Regions from separate parts of the Sus scrofa genome. Here region 2 is linked to region 1. The links are chromatin contacts, called in public Hi-C maps. All regions are on one chromosome and are shown on one strand. The core of a region is the stretch at or near the end of the contact, and the rest is flanking DNA. Distances in the headings are between cores, read along the strand shown.

What was found. A called contact is a pair of places that touch in the nucleus more often than the background predicts.
Region 2: a contact with region 1 is called in a Hi-C map of fetal heart ventricle, with 3 times the contacts expected there. The contact joins two enhancer-like sites. A contact is called at or near these places in 2 of 47 Hi-C or Micro-C datasets (fetal heart ventricle and heart right ventricle) and 1 of 2 datasets of contacts at active chromatin or transcription factors (skeletal muscle).

What each region holds. Positions count from the first base shown.
Region 1 is chr8:17,302,821-17,307,143 of Sscrofa11.1, forward strand. No RefSeq gene overlaps it. Among named protein-coding and RNA genes, the nearest start is that of ADGRA3, 520 kb to the left of the region's middle. Within about 2 kb of position 2,636, at least 2 of the 83 cell types and tissues checked have an H3K27ac peak or open chromatin away from gene starts, as enhancers often do.
Region 2 is chr8:17,989,357-17,993,405 of Sscrofa11.1, forward strand. It overlaps a transcript of PPARGC1A not described here. Among named protein-coding and RNA genes, the nearest start is that of PPARGC1A, 44 kb to the left of the region's middle. Within about 2 kb of position 1,530, at least 30 of the 83 cell types and tissues checked have an H3K27ac peak or open chromatin away from gene starts, as enhancers often do.

The sequences.
Region 1 (4,323 bases), core at 1,386-3,885:
AAAATTTTATAAACCCTAACTCTAAGACAAAAACTAAGGTTCAATCCAAGAATTGGAATAAGCCAATAATTATTATTATGATAAATGCTTCAAAAGTAGAAGTAAAGAGTGTCTACACTGCGGGAAATTTGAATGCTTCCATAATGGAGACTCAAAGATTAAAACTAATCTTGATTATCTAATGAAATTTCTCAAGTGAAAGGACATTTGAAATGAGACCTACAGAATACATAAAAGATATTTAAATGAAAGAAAAAGTATTTCAGGTGAACAAACAGAATGTTGGAACACCTAGAAATGAGAGAATAACTCATTAAATGAAATAAAGTACATCTGGTATGGCCAGAGACAATGAGAATAGCAAGAGATAAAATGGTGAATTAGGCTTAGTCATATTGATGAAAGCCTTGAAACTTAAATTATAAAGTCTGAACCATATCCCAGAGAAATGGAAATCCACTCAAGTTTTACAGCAGAAGTATGGTAATAGTTGATTTCCACTTCTTAAAGATCACACTTTCTTATGGATGAAGAAAGAATTAGAAGAGGGACAAGGATGGAGGATGAAGAGCCATTAGGAAGCTCTTTCAGTGTTTCATGGGAAGGGTAAAGACACAAATTCAGGTATTTATCATGGAGCTAGGAACAAGGTAGTTAACTTTCAGAGACAGATTAAAGGAAAAATATATAGAACTTGGTTTCTGATTAAGATTATTGTTTACTTTTGTTGTGCTCTTATTGTGTTATTCTGATGTACATAAGTATTTCTTACTTATCATGCTTAAGATTCAGTAGGTTTCCTGAGTCTCAGTGTATTAGTCAGGGTAATTAATACTATATGCTATAACAAATAAATCCCAGAGTCAATAGTTTAACATACTTACAAGTTTTATTTCTTGCTCAAGTAAACTTAAATTCAATGTTCCTGGGTAGTATTTTTTCTGGGCTATTGTCCTCTAAGGAAGAACTCTGAAATCAAGTTTATTCAAGATCAACATGGGTTTATCAATGCATCATGTTTGGTAGAGAGACAGAAACAGGGAGGGGTGGAGCAAGGGCGGTAAATTGATAATGGGAAATAACCACTTGTAACAATGAGAGTCAGAAAGTGACCCACTTCATTTTTTCCGATTAAATAGTTTTTCTGAGAACTAGCGAATGGATCCCAAAGTTCAGAGGACTTGAAAAAATGGTTTTCTGTAGCAAGAGCACAGTGTCCCACACAAAGATTTAGCATCTTTGAGTATTTCACAACTGTTAATATTTCAAATATTGTCTCTACCTCATTTCTTGTATTCTTTCTTTCCAAAAACACATTTAGTTGTATAAGACCTCATTATCTTCCAAATTTTAAAACAATCTTCCATATTTGACACTTCTGCTTCTTTACGTTGGATTTTAGGTATTTTTCAGGTTTCTTCCAATTTACTAATTCTCTCTTTAGCTGTGATTAATTTTACATTTAATACCTTAATTGAGGTTTCAGATTTCAATATCTATATTCTATTTTTTCAACCCGTTTTTGATAACCTATTCTTTGTTATATCTCGGTTCTACTTTTTATTTATTTAAAATGCTTATTAAAATTTAATATCTTGGAATTTCAGTATCAGAAGTTTCTGAAAAGTCTTCTTTTACTGTCAGTTGATTCTTCGGGGGTTTATTCTGGTGGTTTGTTTCCCTTTATGTTATTTATTCTGAATTACAAATTCTTATTCAAATGCCTGGGCTTTTTAAATATTCTTCAAGTCTTATATTGGGGCACATTGTTCCAGAGAATATCTATGTCTGCTTCTGCTCGACACTTGAGAGTTCTACTAACCTGAAATTATTTTGAATTCATTATTTCTTTGCATGTAGTTTGTCAGAGCTTATAAATAGTGCAAACAATTCCAACTCTACTCGAGGGATGGCTTGATTTTTAAAAATTCTCAGGTGAAAGCTTTCGACTATTTCTGGGCTACAGTATATGTTTCCTTTGTTTCTTCCTTTGCTTTCAGGCAGATTTTTCTTTTTTTTTCCTTCTGATCCATACTTTCACACGACCCCTTGAGGGCTCTAGGTTCCATTTCTAAATCCTTAACTTGAGTGAGCCCAACATCATTGAAATGCAAGTCGCTGGGTGACAAAAGATTCAAACAGTCAGGGTAAGTATGGCTTCATCGCCCCACTTATTGTCTTATTTTCAGCTTCTTTCATGATCTTGTCCCATTAGAGATACCTCATTTTACTTGCAAGCTCAGCTATTTACTTTCAAAGATGATTATTATATATAATTCAACACCTCTAGATGTTTCATAACAGAGAACTTTTTAACTGTGTTTTTCAAGCGTGGCAGTTCTTTGTAATTAATCAAATATAAAAAAATACACTTGTATATATACTCCAACATTTTCATTTATATTAGTAACTTTTAAAGCTAGTGGTTTTTTTTCCTAAACCATTGACAAGTCTTCCCAATTCCATCACAGTTACCTCAAACTCATTGCATTTAAAGTAGTAATGCCTCATCTTCCTCTTTTCCCATTTCGTTTCTCCCACATCTATTTTCTGCCTGACTCTCACATCTCATTCTCATAACTAGGTCCACTACAGCAAGGTCACCTCTGCCATGTTCTTTGAGGTTATCTAGAATAAGCACTATGTATTTCTGGAAATCTAAGCCCTACTATCTAATGAAAATTACAATTAAGCCATAGTTCCCAGTCTTAGGATCAGTAGGTCATTTAATGAAGAAACTTGTGAGTTAGCCCCAAACATTAAATTTTCTCTTAGTATTCATTGGTAATACTCCGTGATAATGCAGGCAAAGGGAACTCCTTTACTTCAAAGGACCACTGATACTGACAAAAGGAGTGACAACAACGTGGGAAGTGATAGCAGTATCACATTTATTCCAGCAGCAATGTCAAGGTCAAGTCACAAGGCAGAAAAGCAGCAAATTCAGGGTAGTTGTTAGGGATGATGTCGGCACAGCAGCTTTATCAGAATTTGAATGCCTGCCAAAGAAATCATATGAGATACTTGGGACTCTGCCTGGAGAAAGAGGGAGTTAGAGTGCTTATATTTAGAAATTATGTTGAATGGAAACTAAGAGTCATAGACCATATTTATGACCATCGTGGATGTTCCCTTTCAGGCTGGTATAGTAAGAGTTTTCTAAATATTACTAAAATATACTTCAAGAGGAAATTGTAATATAAATAAATGGAATAATACAAGTAAGTGCTATAAGAATGTAGAGGGCTGGGAATGTAGTCTGTGGGTACCTGAGAAAAGAGGAAAATGATGTATTTTGGCCATTTCAAGGTATAATATGAAGAATTTAATTATATGTATATTTTTTAAAAAAGACTTGGTTTGGTGTTTCTCACAGAGACAATTGAAATGGTTATTCAAAGTAAGATTTTCCTAAAACAACAGTATTAGTATAGACGTCATTACTTTGTTTTCAGAGTCTCAGTGGCCAACCTCAGCAAAGTTTATAAGTCAATCAGGCAAACTCCATTGCAAGTTTAGTACCTTTTTAGGGGCAAACTTTCACAATTCAACTATTTTTTTTTTCAATTATCTTAGCATGATGCATATGATAATCATTCTAGATGCATAAGAGAGAAGTCAATTTGCTTTCACAAATTAAGACTTAATTGTCTCTTGGGACCTCAGCTGTAGGTTAACTGTCCTCCAGTTACTAAGACAGCCATCCAAGCTGAGAATTCCATCATCCCATACCTGAGTAGAATACGCAATCTACCCAGTCAGGATGATAGAGGATGAGACAGTTGGAAAGGTGTTGACTAGTTCTTTCATATTTTTGCCCACATCATATGTCATATCTGACCACAGTCACTGGCCAGATAAAATCTCATGAATTCTCCAATGGCTGAAATTTAAAATGAGAGAAGAACCAGATATAGGTGAATATTAGTAATGTCCACCAAAGAAAAAATTATGGAGATAGGATATGATGAAGGATGGCTTTGATTTGGTGACCAAAAAATATCAGCTATTGAATGCTTTTCAAAAGAATCATGAGAAGGAAATTCTTTAAAGATAAGGTAATTTTCCTACCAATAGATAGAAGGTATTCTTAGGATTTCAATTGTATAGTGGGAATAATTAAAATTGCTGCAAACTATTAAAAAATTTGTGAAATCAAATTTTTCTAATTAAAATGTTTCAATTTAAAAACATATTCCTTAGAACATTACTAATTAACTAGTATAAAGTTTGAGCTAAGCAAGTAGAAAAGGTTGTTGAGATCTGCTTACAACATTGCACCTGTCGTCAACAATGCTGCATTTTGCACTTAAAATCTGTTGA
Region 2 (4,049 bases), core at 280-2,779, 690 kb after region 1:
GACAAAGGTGGTAGCAGGCACTTTACTGAGGGGACGAAAGGTGGCCCTCATGGGGACACAGGGGGAGGACTTGAGTATGGCTTGACCCTCACTCAGAACAGACTAGAGTGACCCCGAGATGGGAATCATTCTGGAAATGGCACCATTTCCAGTCTGTGTTCAAAGTTTTCTGCCTTCTGCTGTGGAGCATGCAAACAATGACAATAACAAGAATAATAACCAGACTAACACCTGCCACTTTTCATTGAGCACTCATTGTGCCCTAGGCTAAGCCTGTCTAAGCTTCTTCTCATTAAATCTTTTTAACAACCCAATAAGGAAGGTATTACTATTATTCCATTTTATAGCTGAATGTTAACAGGGCCTGAACTCAACCAGGAAATCTCAAAACATGGCTGTCTTCCAACATCTCCTAAAGATTTGCGATCCCACTCTTTGTCACTCCAGGGTACCCCACTGAATAGAGTTATATTTTAGTGTCTGGGACCTTATTTAGATGATGTCATCCGAATGTTGATCCAAAACCTCTGTTTTATGTACTTTTCGGTCCCCAAATAAGCTATGAAATTTCTTTTCACTCAAAATAAAGATCATTTACACCCCTTCTCACAGCTTCAAGCCGGACAAAGTCCCTCTCTGGCGTGGGAGCTGCTGTGAATTTGATTTTTGGCGAGGCAGCCCTCGTGCAGCTGGCGACTATTGTGCCATTCCGTGTACACTCAGGGGCAGTGTATAAATAATAAATCGTAGCATTTCTTAAGTCTGCTTTGCACCCTCCGAAACGCCAGTCATACGATGGGGAGGAACGCCTTCTCGCTGCTGACATTTAGGTTGACGCTGAAGGACTGTTTCTCCAGCCAGGACTTCAGTGCGGCTCTCTAATATCTTAAAGATCAACCTTAGCAACAACAACGACAAAGGCGTAGAATTTTATCAGTACAAGGTGTAAGGAAAGAAAGGTTCTGAAATATGAACAACCATCATCATTGATTTTTTTTTTTTTTTTTTTTTAAGCCCAAAGAGCACATACCACTCAAGCTGCAGGGACAAAAATAAACGACTAGGGCCATCCAAATGGGAACTAGGAGGACTCTTCCAGGGCCAGTGGACTTTTTGGTTCCTCTCCTCCTCCCCTTTGCTACCCAGACTCTCAAGGGAAGGAACGCCTGTGGGAAAGTGATCCTGGAAGAATGGGTTAATACAAGCTGCACTGTTCCCTCAGTGATGCCTTAAATAATTGTCACATGGCCCCTATAATCTGTCCCATGCTGTCAGCACTGGGTTAGTCATAATACTATCAGATAAGAACTGTTCAAAGTGACACACTAACCAACATGAGAGGCACATGACTTTCTGGCTTGGCAACTGCCCTTCAGCTGAACTTTGGCTTAGAACGAAAGACTCCCGGGGGCGGCCCTGCACATGCAGCCGCCCGGGGTGTCCGGTGGCATTTTCCGTTGCTAGGGCTTGTGTGGCTTCACGAGCCAGAGAGGGGCCGCCGGGGCTCAGTTACAGGGACTCGCTGGCTCACCCCACGTCTGGGGCCAGGGAAAGGGAACCGCGCCGCTGCCTAGCCGAGCCTGTGCTGGGACTCCCTGTCCCCGCTACACTTGATTAGTTTTGCAAATGTGTGTGTCACACGTTGTGCCAAGTGCCGCAGCGGGGCAACTCGGACCCCCAAAGGGAGTTTGTGCTGGAAGAGGTGGAGAAAGAATGTGGCTGTTGGCTAAGAGGACGCAAAGCAAGGGCAGGCAAGGAAGAAGGGGGAAAAAAAAAAAGAAAAAAGAAAGCGATCACCTCTGGGTGGAAGGTTACTGTGGACTGGCTCTGGGTTTTTTGTGCTTTTCAGCTGCCCCGCCCCCATGCCACCTTTTTTTTTTTTTTTTTTTTTTTCCTTTGCTTCTAGCATGTTTTAGATTTTTAATTTGAAAAGTGAAGTCCTATCTTTTTTTTTTTTTTCCCAAGGAGAATAAAGGAAGCAAAGAATCGTGGAAAAGAGGAAGGAAGGTGACCCATTCCCTCCCTGATTCATTCACAAAGCAGAGAGCAGAAAGGAAGGGAGAAGACAGGTCATCAGACATTGGATTTGAGAACATTTGTTGGCTGTGTGCCTCTGCTGTACTCACCTCTTGTCTCTCTCTAAGCTTTATTGTCCTCAGCAGTAAAATGGAATAACAATACCCAGGTTACAATACTGCTGTGAGGCTTCAAAGAGGTGATACATGCTAAGTGGCTAACATATGGTAGGTGCTGGATAAAGAGTAGCTCCTGGAAAGCCACAGGAACTGCAGTGATCTTTGGAGCCAGGGATGACCAGGTCCACAGTCTGGTGCCACCATTTAGTGTGTGACCTTGGTCGAGTTATTTCACCTCAATGAGCTTCTCATCTATAAAATGGGATGATGACAGCCAACCAGTAGGATTATTGAAAGAAATTATGGAGGTAATGTTTACCATTCGGCACAAAGCCAGGCACAGAGCAGGTATTCAGTGGATGGTACCCTGGTGGTGCTGCTGGAGAGTAGGTAGGTAGAAAGAAAACCAACCCACTCACTTCTTCAGCAAATGGAAATCACAAGAAGTACAAGGCAAGAAAAATTGTAGGAAGATATATGGATTATGTAACTAAAAATCAAAGATAAGTTCAATAAAGATTGAAAGGTGTCCAGAAGGACACAAGCACATAAAGAGACAGAGAACATGAGAGAATGTCCTGAGTGGGAATAACCATATTTCCTAGTTAGAATTACCTAGTCCACCCTCCTTCTGCCCCAGGGAGGTAAGACCTTATTCCTCCCACTTACAGATCGAAGCTCAGAGAGAAGTAATGACTCTTCTAGGATCGCACAGCTAGTAATAGCATAAGGGGGGCTACCCTGGAGCTAGTGCCCCTACTATGCTCTTTTAGGAAAGACAGGTGGGTAAAAAAAAGGATAACAAAAATTCCATGGAAGTAGCGAAATGTTAGAAACTACGTGAAAAGCAATAAATGACATTAGATAAAAATTCCGGTTCACATTGGGAGAAACGGAACGGAAAATAATTGTTGTTGTTGTTTAATAAACACAAATAGTATTTTGGAAAAATGAAAATTTTAAAAATGGGAAATAAAAATGGTATTTAATAGAAAGACATTTTTATGGGAGATAAATCACGGAATCTAGAGATTCCTGGAGAAATCTAAGTAGGAAGAATTCCAATGGAAAAGAGGAAAGCTAGCTTGACCCCTCCTGCTAATGTCCCAAGTCTGATTATCCAAGGTGCTGCAGGGGTTAAGACCTCCTGACAAAGAATGAAAAAGGAAAGCAGCTGACCTCTAATGTCCCAAGTCTGATTATCCAAGGTGCTGCAGGGGTTAAGACCTCCTGACAAAGGCAACTTACTTTGTAGACAGGAAAGCCACCAACACATGGGGTCTAGGAATCCTAGTGTTGCTGGTTCTGGGCTGCTGACATAAGGTACTTCAAGAAGAGAGAATACTAGCATTGTCATGGTGGGCATTCTCTTCCCTATAAGTGGTTGCTTTAAGGGGATAAAAATCAGAAGACCCCAAAGCGAAGATGAAACTCAGCCAGAAGGAATGATATTACTGCCTGCAGTTTCTTCTCAATAACTCAGATGCCAAAATGTCTGAAAGCTCCTTTTTAAGTGGAGGTAATTCTCTTTCCAGACGCCAGGGGGTGCACTAGAGTGGAAACAACCACAGATGATGAATCCCACCTCTTGCTGGCTCTTCCCACTCAAGAGCAGTGTAGACTTGGGCCTGCACCTGAAGCCCACCAATTCTCTCTTTCTCTCCTCAGATGTGAAAAGTCTTCAGGGTTGTTTTGAGAATTAAATGAGATAGTATAAAGGCACCTGGCCCATTCTAAGCCATTCATACTATATTTTTTCCTTTGCTTCCAGAAACATGTGTTTGTGGCCTCCCCCATATGCAAGAGGTTGGTTTTCTGGGTGAACTAACTCTCACCGGCTCAGCCCAGACTGGTTGGTGGTTTATGACGCTTAAGCAAGAGAAATTAATAGGAAAATGGATGACATAGAGTGAG